2 separate regions of the Mus musculus genome follow, and region 2 is linked to region 1. The links are chromatin contacts, called in public HiChIP or PLAC-seq maps. All regions are on one chromosome and are shown on one strand. The core of a region is the stretch at or near the end of the contact, and the rest is flanking DNA. Distances in the headings are between cores, read along the strand shown.

Region 1 (5,690 bases), core at 2,246-4,745:
TGAAGACTTGAATTATAAAAATTAGAGGTGAACATAGAAAGTCACTAGAGATTCCAGTGACATTTAAAGGGTTATCAGAGACTACTCCAAAAACTGAGACTAGAAGATGGAAAGACTTCATTTTAAGCAGAGGTGGGGAAGAAGCTGACCCTCAGGCCTTTTGCTTACAATGAAAAACTGATAACAGTCAAGGGCCTCAGCACTGACAGTCTAACACAGAGCATCCTGCCGTAAATAGCACTATGAGATATGAGATACTTCATTAACCAGATTCTTCAGCCAAGTATTCCGCCCCTAGGTAACTATTTCATCCTAGAGGCGTCTGTGAGTTTGTGTGTGCATGCCTCTTCTTTATGTAATTCTGCTGGGATTGTCAAGCAGGTTGATGACCCAGGTTAGCCAAATAGCTTCATTCTGTTGGGCACAGCAATTGGCCCAAATGTGGTCTACCAGAGTCATTTGAAAGAAATTATTTCTTAAGGAAACTAGATCCTTTCCTCAGGATCCCTAAGTGGATGAATGTGGAAAGACTGAAGTTGCAAGTAACCGTCACCGTTATCAGATGAGACTCAACCAAAAGGAAGACAAGATGCCTGTTCCTTCTTTAGCTAGTCCTCACACACACGGGCTTCTAGATCTCACCTAATTAGGGGAGGCGCTAGAATCAAAAGTCAACAATTTATCACATAATCTGGAAACAATAATGTACAAGTCATACAGGTTATCTCTCAAAAATATGAGTTCCAGAGAAAGCCTTAGTTAACAAAAAGAGCCATGAGGCACCACTGGAATCCTGAGGAGTACAGGAAGACAGAATTGGGGAGTTGCAAAAATAAACACCAATCATTCAAGTGTGACACAAGAGAAAGAACCTCTCGACCCCCCCCCCCCGTAATAGAGATCAAAACCTTGGCTTTGCACATGCAAAGTGTCATAGCACTGAGTAACACTGCCAACCAGAATCACAAAGTCCTAGCCTTGATCAGACTCTTCAAGCTTTCTGCTTCTGAACACAGATGAAACATGCATGAATCGTTTAGCCACTTTAAACACTTATGAAAAGCCCACACATGTTTAGCCTGTGGTAATCAACTGAATTATTACAGAAAAAAAAATCACTTTTTCCCTGACATGTTGTACTGGCTGGTTGTATGTGTCAGCTTCACACAAGCTGGAGTTATTACAGAGAAAGGAGCCTTCCTTAAGGAAATGCCTCCATGAGATCCAGCTGTAAGGCATTTTCTCAATTAGTGATGAAGCAGGGGAGGGCCCCTTGTGGGTGGTGCCATCCCTGGGCTGGTAGTCTTGGATTCTGTAAAAGAGCAAGCTTAGCAAGCCAGGGGAAGCAAGCCAGAAAGCAGTACCCCTCCATGGCCTCTGCATCAGCTCCTGCCTCCAAGTTCCTACCCTGTGTGAGTTCCTGTCCTGACTTCTTTTGGTAATGAACAGCAATTTGGAAGTGTAAGCTGAATAAACCCTTTCCTCCCCAACTTGCTTCTTGGTCATGATGTTTTGTGCAGGAATAGAAACCCTAAGACACACCTAAAAAAATTTAAAAATAAAGTCTTACCTCTTACACTGTGAATTTTGGCTTGGCCATGCATCTTCCTTTAGCTAACGGTTTATGAGACGGCTCATAGTGATTATCAACTTGACAAGAACTGGAGGAACCGAAAGTCTCCACCTGTCTAGGAAGGGTTATCTACACTAGGTTAACCTCTTGGTATGTGTGTAATGGATTTTCCTAACTACAGTCACTGAGAGGAGACACACTCAATGTGGTATCGCCACATCACACACTGAGTCTTGAACTAAATAAAAAGGAGAACTGGAACTAACTCATATTCATCCATCGCTCTGTTCTTCCTGACTGCTCACACAATGCTCCAGGATCCTGAGCCTTGATTTTTCCTACTAAAGTCTGTACCGTCAAACTGTGTGCCAATACATACCCTTCCTTTCTTAAATTGCATTGCCTAGCATTTTTATCACAGTAATAATAGAAGCTAAGTAACATAGCATATTAACAGACATCATGTAAGCAGGGATTTGAAATGTGCCTCTTGCTCTTATACACTCTACCATAACTGGGAGAACATGCCAGCCAACTCTGAGAACTATGGGTATATAGACCAGGTACACAACCGTAAACCACTCAGGTTTTATCAAGAGACTACCAGGTGGTTCACAGACATTGCATGACATACGACATGTGGTTGTTAAAAAGCAATAACTAAGTAAAATAACAGACTAAGGACTCATTGCCCCCCGGCCACTGTCTTAGTTACTTTCCTATTGCTGTGAGGAGTCACAATGACTAAGAAAACTTATAAACACAGCAGCCTTCACTGGAGCGGTTTGGAAGACTGAAGTATCTGGATTCGTTGCTAAACCTTGGGCAGCGAGTATCCCAATAATGACTCCAAACTTAGTTTCACGTGGCGGGAAAAGGAGCAAGCAGTAGGTTTCCCTCTCTCCCTTTACTCTCCCATATACAAAACCAGGAAACGCGTGCAGAATCCCCATCCCATTAGTGAACCTCACGGATCTCCAGAGATGTGGGACCAAAAAGTGCACCCAGGTGACCAGGCTGGGAGTTAAGAAGCAAAAAATAAAATAAGGATGGAAAGGGGGCGGGAAAGAAGAGCAGCACACGGAGAAGACAGGCGGTCCCACCCACCAGACAGGCGAGCACAAGGATTTTCTGAGTTTCTGAGAGCTCGCTCTGGCTGTCCCGCTCTCCAGCCCCGCCAGAGTCTCTCCCATTTTTGGTGGGACAGCGGGACAGCGGAGATGAAGGAGCAAGGGGGCGCTTCTCGCTTGGCTCCCGACAAACGGGCTGCCTGCTACCTGCGAGGGGAGTGGCCACAGGCAGGGCAGGCGAGCGCTCGCCCTTACCTGTCGCAGAAGCTGCCACCGGACGGCCCCCTTGGGCGCCGAGACCAGCGAGCCCTGGCTGGCACTGCCCATCGCGGGACGCTTGCCCGCCTCTGCCTCAGTCTCTGCAGCCCCAGCGGCCGCGACCTGCGACTCCATCTCCAGAGCTGACTGGACCCGGAGGTTGCGTCCGCCACGGCTCTCCCCAGTCAGGACCTGCCAACTTCTTCCCTGTCAGGACCTGTGACGCCCGGCCTCTGGCCCACAGCTCTTCCGTGCACCCTCCCCGAATTCCGCATTTCCGGTATTAGCGTCTCCTTGGCAACCAAAGCAGCGGCGTCGCTTCATTGCACCACTTTTTCTGGTGGCCATCTTAAGTGAGGGCGAGCCGGAGTGGGAGGGGACTGTGGAATAGCTGCAGACAGGGCTTTCCTCGCTGTTTTCTTTTTTTCCTCACTTTGTCTCTTGCTCGCCGGAATACCAGAAAACCGAAATACAGTTGTCTCCTAAGATGAGTGAGTTCAGGAAGAGAAAAAGCCCACCACTGGCCATAATAAAGATGGCGAAATGCGCTTCCCTATCGGTCTGGGTTGGTGTTACGTAGACCGGCGTGCTGCAAACTAGCTCTGGGCGGCGCGAGGTAGGTTGTCTTTCTTGCTGGGTGCTGGAGGCTGGCTTCGGCTGGACAAGGCTGAGGTGACTGCAGCTCCTTCTGGAGAGCTTCGGTTTCTCGTATTTGTCTTCTCTACCTTCGCTCGTCCAGCTGTCTTTCGATTTGCGTACGTATGGAAGGGTTGCTGATGGTTCCCCTTTCCTAATTCCTCTGCCCACCTTCCAGCCATTCCTCACTTCCCTGGTCCCTTTTTTGATCCCTGTCTCTTCTGTACGTTCTGACCCGTACCATTCCCTCACGTCCTGTGAATACGACGTGTTCGGGATGCACAGTTGCACCGGGAAACGAGGAGGTGCTCCGGGAGCACCCATTTGCTTACTTACCCCACCAGTCTCCCTATCCTCGCACAGGGTCTTCTCAATGCAGATGGTGGATGAATGGGTTGGAGCTATGGGGACAGACTAAGCGATTTAAAAGCATTTTTCTTCTAGGCTACTGCTCCACTGGCCCATTATTTTGCTGCGACATAAGAGATTAAGGGGGGGAGGGGGCGTCATAGCTGGTCGGATCTATGGCAAAACTGACGCAGTGTTTCTGTGCTACCAAGGAACGTGTTAGAGAAGATTTCTCTCATTTTACACTCAACAGTGTTTAGCATAGCTAAATTATCCCTATGCTAATAATATTAACGACCTTTTGTTGAATGGTTACTATGTGCCAGGTACTTGGACTAAGTTCTTAAAATAAATTGTTTGGTTTTGTTACAAAACTACAACCGCAGAGATTAAGTGCTATGGTTAATTTCTGTTCCACAAGTGAAAAAATTGAATCCAGATGCAGTTAGTGTACAAGGCCCAAGACCTAAACCTGGGTCTGTAGTTATGGAAGTTAAAATGATCTTTACCTTCCAGAAGAAACCAAAAATGACTCGACATTTTATTTGTGCATCTTACAGTTGTTTTTAATTCATTATCCTTTTATGGTGAAATCCAATTGCTCCTCTAGGAGGAGGAGCCAGTCAGTTGGGCGGTTCACTGAATCAGTGAGTTGGGGGAGTGTCTCCAGCTCCCCAGAGCCACAGTTGGGCCACCTGGACAATGACCAGCTCTAGCTCACTCATCGAGTGCACACGCAGCTTAAACTAGACAGCTAGGTGAAAACTATGTGGCGCCTCGCCTCACTCAACAACTAAGCATCCCCCTTTTATGTCATGGTTTAGGCTTTTTCTAATTTGTCTTTCACATCCCAATGATATGCCCAGAATTATGTAAGATAAAAGCCATCTTGCTTTTGAACCCCCTCTGAGTACCTGAGATTCCCATTAAGTTCATTTACTCATTTGCAAATTATTTTATTTTGTTTGTTTTCTGTTTTGTTTTGTTTTGTTTTGTTTTAGTTTGTCCATACGTTCTCCAGAGTCACTGCTGCTTAGCTTGTCCCTAGGAAAACTGACTTTACAGATGACGTGTTTATTAAGTCCCGCCTGCCAAGAAGTATGATCTGAATGAACTTAACGCATACAAGGTTTTAAACGTGTTTAACCTAAGTTATCAGATGTCTACAGTAATTGGTAACCTAAGGGGCTCATGACGCCACAGGGGAGGGATGAGATGTGGGGACCTCAAATGCACTAAGATCCCATGACTGTATAATTATACGTATGAAATCATCCACGTGCTGGCAGCCCCTAAGGGAGCAAAAACCAGGGACTTTGCCACCATGCTGCAGACGGCCAAATTCTCTCTCCGAGCTTTGAAGCATAGTATTCCTCATCTTGGGAACTGCATGCAGAAACAGAGTTACCGTAACGTCGCTGGTCCTTATTACAGTAGAGTAAGATTGAAAAAGTACCACCTAACCAAGTGTCTGCAGAATAAACCCAGGATAGCAGGATTAGCAAGAAACATCCCAAGTCGGAGCTTCTCGTGTAAGGTATGGACTGTTCGAGTTAATCTGTTTGTAGGCCATTAATACTAATTGTAGTTCATAAATAATGGGTAAGGTATCCATTACTCATTTTCTCAGTAATTCTAATTTGGTTTTAAGATTTTTTTTTTTTAGGCTCAAATACCTGTAGTCAATATGAGTACAAAAGAATGTATGTGAACCTATAAAGCTGTAATGTATATAAAAATGCAGATTCATTGAAAACTGATTTGATCTCAAAACGTAATGCACCTGAAAATGTGTTTTCTAAAAT
Region 2 (5,690 bases), core at 828-3,327, 950 kb before region 1:
TTCCGTGTCCTCACACTAATACTACTATGGAAAAGTCTCCTGCAAGAGGCTCCCCCCCACCCCCCGGGTGTTTATTTGTGGCTGGAGGGTGGTTGTGGGAGGAGCTGTGAGCGCCACACCACACAGAGGTGTGTGGACGACAGTGAGGTAGGAGAGGAGCTGGGAGTCTAACGAGCTCACAGTGCATATAAAGCTCCTGTTGTATACTCATAAACAGCCACTGAATGGCCGGCCAAGAAGGTTGTTTTCCTTGGAGCTGAGCCATGTCCAGCATCATCTGTGATGTGAACCTGACTAGAAGGTGAGTGAAAATAGGTCATCTTCCCAGGGTGATTTTTGAAAGACTCTTTCTTTTCATTTTCTAGATTTGCCCGGTACCACTCATTTATAGACCAAAAGAAAAAAGAAAAAAAGCCAAGCTAGAAATCAGCCAGGCATTGTACTAACAAGCTAATGAGGCATTTACTATCTGAGACAGCACCAGTTTCTGTAACGTAAGGCTAGCAGAGAGTGTGGACGGCAAGGGTGCTGGCATCTGGGGTGGGTGCTGCCCAGGCATCACAGCCAGGCTGCCCTGTAACAGTGTGCCTGCACATGTCAGCCTGCTTCAGCTACAGCTGCAGCAGAAACTTCATCTCATAAGAAGTTGGGGAGTAGCCAAACTTTGAGCCATAATGATTGGGTCTCTCCAGCTCCCATGTCTTCTCGCTAGGAGAAGAAAATCATTTTGGACCAATAGGCTTTGGAGAAGACACTTTTGGGCAGTAGGTAACCTAGTAAAAGTGGGCTTCTCAACAGTTTTTGCTACAGTTTAGAAGGCTGAGATTTAACATTTATTTTTGGGAGTTGTTTTTAAAAGTCTAATAGTTTTACTCCTCTCAGTACCACAACTCAGTGCAGATCATCACAGCCACTGCCAAAGCCTGGGTCCTGGAGAAGGGCCGGCCCTGGGGTACCTTGCAAAGCACTCTTCTGCGCTGGTTTCTGATGGCTCCAAGTAACTCCTGAGGCATTTGTTCCCGAGTCCCTCCTTCCAGGCCTCCTTACCCATCCTTTATGTGGTTTGAAATATATCCAGGCATCCTTTGACAAGTGAGCCGATCATTATTTGTAGCATAAAATTTGCAAAGATGAGAGTTAACACAAATTTAGGCAGCTTTTTGAATTTCTCAATGTACAAATGTATGGATCTGTACAAAGGTTAGCAGCATTACCTGCACCCAGGACCAGTAATGGCAGCATGACACAGGGAGTCCCCTGAGTCTGCTGTCTGAGCACAGCCTAAAGTAAATGTCACCTTACAGTTGAGAGTGATACAGGAAGAAGAACACTTTATGGGAAATTTATTTATCATTAAGCTTGTAAGAGATTCTTGGGTAGGTATTGTATCCGGGGCACAAAACCATGTTCATTGACCTATGTCAATCTTTGCAGTTGAATAGCTGTACTTCTGGGTGTGTTTAATCAGTTTGCCTGAGGGCTAGTAGTCTGACATAGACAGAGTCTCTCTTAAACTTAAATTGTGTAAACATTCTCAGGGCACCATCATGGTTTCAGTGTGGTTCAGTGGAGAGAATGTAGCCTCGGGCACCGTGGCTTTACCTTTACCGCCTCCCCTTGGTGAAATCATTTTACTTGTTCATGCTTTGTTGGGAAATAAGGATACCCACATGCTTTCTAGAAGACTGTTAAAAAGAGAAAGAAAATAGACATGACCGTGCCTCAAGGTTAAGGCATGAATGTGCTTTTGTTGCTTAGGAGACGTTAAATAAATTCCGTGTACTTTAGAATTCTTTGGCCTTTTTGTTGTTGTTGTTAAAGTCCATTTTACTCTAAATATTTATTCATATGTTAAGCTTATCAGGTATTCATAGACTCATTCAATGTCAAGCTTGCTCAGGTCATACTGGCACACATAAACATGTTCGTTCCTGTCTGCCAAAAGGGAGGAGGACAGAAGCAGCTGTGGGCAAAATTTACGAACAAAGAATCAGAGTGGCAGCCTCGCTATGACCGTAGTCCAGGAATGAGGAAATGAGGCCTGTGCTGCCTCTCACTTGTACGGGGAGAGGAGAGTTAGGCGTTTGGAGCCGAATCAGAGCATGCATGTGAGACTTCTGTTAGTGATTATCCAAGTCTACAGTGCTTCACATGTTATCTGATTCACGTGTGCATCTGATTCTTCTGTTGTGGTTGTCCCGTGTTTAAGTTGACTCACTGTTCTGGAGGTGGGGTTAGAAGAGAGTAGAGCGCTTAAAGACAAACACAGCAGATAAAGCAGAAACAATCTCCGCGGTTCTGGGCCTCACGATCTGATTGTGCGGTGGCAACAAAAAGCAGCTGTTTGTTGACAGCTGCCTTTCCTCTCACAATCAAGCTGTTTCTAATCATGGAATTACCAGCTCTTTTGTGTTGGAGACTTGTTGGAGATTTATAGTCGGTATCATAATGTTTGCCGAACGTCATCGTTTAGATAAAATTAGTGATTCTCCTGTAGTCATCCTACTGAAATATGCATGTGGATTGTAATAAAAGAAAGATGCCTGAAGAAACTTCCGAGGTACATTCTGAACTGAAGGGCGTGCAGCGGTGGCTTTTCATGCATGTTTCCCCCTTGGTGCAATGCTCACCTTCTTGGGGACCCGTTACTGAAAGGCATTCTGTTTTTGGCTTCCTTACACGAATGTAGTCTACACATGTGCAGACACTAGAAAAGCTTGTTCTGATCCCAAAGGCCATCGTTGCTGGCCTGCTGGCCTCTTGACATTCTTCCCTAGAACACTGTTGGTGTTCACGCCACTGATGCTGAAGCCAGGGATGAAGCCAGGAAATGAAGCTAAATCAAAGTTCTGCTTCTGCAGTGATGCTTCAGCCTCCAGGGTAGCTCTACCAGCTGGAAAGGACCTGAGTGTGCCTCTTGCTGTCCATGTTCCCAGGCCTTTGTGTGAATCCTCCTCACTCTGCACTGCCATTAGAAACGAGGAAGCTCTGTGCTCTAGGAAGCAGAGCGGGTAAAGGTGAGCTGCTGCTGCTCCACTTAATCCTACTGAAGAATAAAAGAAAGGTTTTCTCTAGACTAGACGTGCTTCTCAGAGGCTGCCTTGGGAAATACCCCTGTCACTGCAGTGTGACCACTCTGCTTTTATTTTCTAAGTGTGTCTTTGATTGCTTTGTTGCTCGCTTTGAAATTTGAAATTTCAACAGTTAAAAATAATTGACATAGTATTCTCCCTCTGGTCATCAAGGTGTATTATAGAAATTAAAAAGTATTCGCAGTCTAAAAATGTATTTTAAAAAGAGACAGTGAATAGCAACTTTCCTTGTGAGAGACTGAGCAGGAAAAGGAATGTATTAGCTTAAAATGTGTGGAGAATCAATTTTTGAAATAAATATTTTATAGTATATATTTTCATTATGCTTATACTGTATCTTTCATATGTCTTTTCTAAAAGTCTAAGTTGTAAAAATATTTTGCTCTATTTTAAAAGTATCTATCAAAATCCTTCCTCTTGTCTAGCCAAATGAGCCCAGTTGTTAACGGGCACTAGGCCCTCAGTGATGCCACCGGGCCTCAATGATGGTTGATACTTGGGGTCATTATCATCAGAGTCTGACTCATTCTGATTTGATTACACCACAAAAATGTCATATCTTTTAGCCGATCTTAAACTGTTTTAATTACATTTAACATGGGCATTTAGTCCTTATCTTAAACCTTAGCTGTAAACCACTGTGTTGGGATCCAAACCAAGAGACTAAGCACCATGGTTGCAGCAGTGAGAGGTGGGAGTGTGAGGTGGTCTCCGCCCGCAGCTGTGCCGATGGCAGGACTCCCTTGGACTGCTGCTTTAGTAGCGCTCAGGTGCAGTTCAGGCAAATGAGTCACAGATGAGCCAGTTACAGTACTTTACTGCTTGAGTGTCAGGGGAAAAAATTTAGTTGTAGTTTTGAGAACTTCATCCCCAAATCATTTAATGCTGTATTTCATTTCAGCTGTTCCAAGTTTATGAGGATAAAAATCAATCAGTTATATATAAAAAATGTGCAAATCCTGACTCTTATGACCTGTGTAGGGGAGTAGTAGGGCACTGGGAGAAGTCACAGGATATTATTACACCTTTTTATTTCATTTTCCATATTGTTTGGTAATGCCTTCTCAAAAACTGTGCTAAAAAATCCATTATTATCAGACCATTAAGAAATACTGGGTTGTTATGCTTTGATTAACATCCATGGCTTTTATTTTTGAATCAGATTCATAAATATATACATTTTCTCTGTCAGTCATTGTCTAAAATTTCAATTTGCCCTGCTTTCCATTACATACCATGAATTATATGAAATTAATTTAATCACTACTACAAACAGAAATTGAATGTGCCCTAATCCAGAGTTACGTTGTTTGCTTTTACAACTGTAAGTCATAAGTAATTAATTTTCCTTGGAAAATTAATTCACTTACCATTCCCAGTAGCATCATGTGTTGACACAGGGTTCTAGGTAGTTTAATATTTTTCTTCAGCATGTTGGCCTCAACTTTAGAAGACCTTAAATGAAAACAAATTAAAATTTAATCAACTGAATATAATTTGGGCTTATTTAAAAATTGGGCTTATTTAAAATAAGTGTTGTTGTTGATGTCATCCAGGTGGTGATTTGAAAATTATATTCAAGCTTTCCAGAATCTCCACTAGTATATTAACACCTCTAAAACAATCTATCTTTGAAAAGCTGTTTACATGACAGTAATCATTAGTATGCTCTGGATAAACATTTTCCAGGACAGCACTAGACAGTGCAGTATTTGGGAATGTTTTGCCATCTTTTGCTGAGTGTGCAAATCTAGAGATGTACATGCTCAGCGCTTTGGCGGCTAAAGTAGCTGGCTGTCATACCTGTTTATCACAGAGGTTGCTTTCAAGATCTCTCTACCTCCAGCTTCACCGAGTAGGAAGATCTCTGGCAAACTCTTTTTTTTTTTTAAGTACTTCTTTTTAAAATAATTTATCTACTTGTATTTTATATGCATTGGTGTTTTGCCTGCTTGTATGTCTGTGTGAGGGTATCAGATCCCTTGGAACAGGCGTTACAGGCAGTTGTGAGCCGCCTCGTGGTTGCTGGGAATCAAACCCTGGTCCTCTGAAAGAGCAGCCAGTGCACTCAACCACTGAGCCATCTACAGACTGCAAGCTCTTCTTAAAACCTGGGCGGTGCCTCGTAAACACGCGGGAAGTTGTTCCCATGTTGATTGTGCTCCTCCGGTCCTCTCAGCCTCCTGTTTAATTCCTTTCCCTCTTCTCCCAGAAAGGCCAGCATGGAAACTGAACTGAGTAACCGTCTTCCAGCTAAAGGGATTAAGTTGCACACACTGCCGCGTACATTCTGAGAACTCAGAAAACACGAGCAAACCAAATTTAGCTTCCCTTTGCATTTGCCAGAGGTTATTTAGTAAGGTGACTTTTTTCCTGGTTCATGGAACTCTATAAAACATACAGTGTTTATAACTCTGTTTATATTTGTTTAAGTCACTAAGGTGAGCTCCGGTGATGCAGGCAGGGTTACTTTTCAACAAGTGGGAGCTTATTTTATAAATGTGCCTTTGTGGCCGTAGCTTTAGAGAGTCATGTGGTAGCAGTGATGTGCTCTTTATGTCTTTTGGAAAGAAAATCCACTGTTTAATTCCAACCTAG

The links. HiChIP or PLAC-seq counts read pairs in DNA pulled down with a chosen protein or histone mark.
Region 2: a contact with region 1 is called in a FOXA1 HiChIP or PLAC-seq map of pancreatic cancer cells. The contact joins the enhancer-like site here to the promoter of Prepl in region 1. A contact is called at or near these places in 2 of 39 promoter capture datasets (cranial neural crest and hippocampal neurons), 1 of 115 datasets of contacts at active chromatin or transcription factors (pancreatic cancer cells) and 2 of 9 other capture datasets (adipose tissue and liver).

Annotation. Positions count from the first base shown.
Region 1 is chr17:85,088,072-85,093,761 of GRCm38.p6, reverse strand. Prepl (prolyl endopeptidase-like) reads left to right here and starts at 3,495. Exons shown (of 15, transcript NM_001163622.1): 1 at 3,495-3,656; 2 at 4,887-5,422. The coding sequence starts at 5,210. It overlaps Camkmt (calmodulin-lysine N-methyltransferase), which reads right to left and starts at 3,136. Exons shown (of 11, transcript NM_028576.3): 1 at 2,899-3,136. The coding sequence starts at 3,036.
Region 2 is chr17:86,034,903-86,040,592 of GRCm38.p6, reverse strand. All of the region lies in intron 16 of Srbd1 (S1 RNA binding domain 1), which reads left to right. Among named protein-coding and RNA genes, the nearest start is that of Srbd1, 110 kb to the left of the region's middle. Within about 2 kb of position 2,077, at least 57 of the 459 cell types and tissues checked have an H3K27ac peak or open chromatin away from gene starts, as enhancers often do.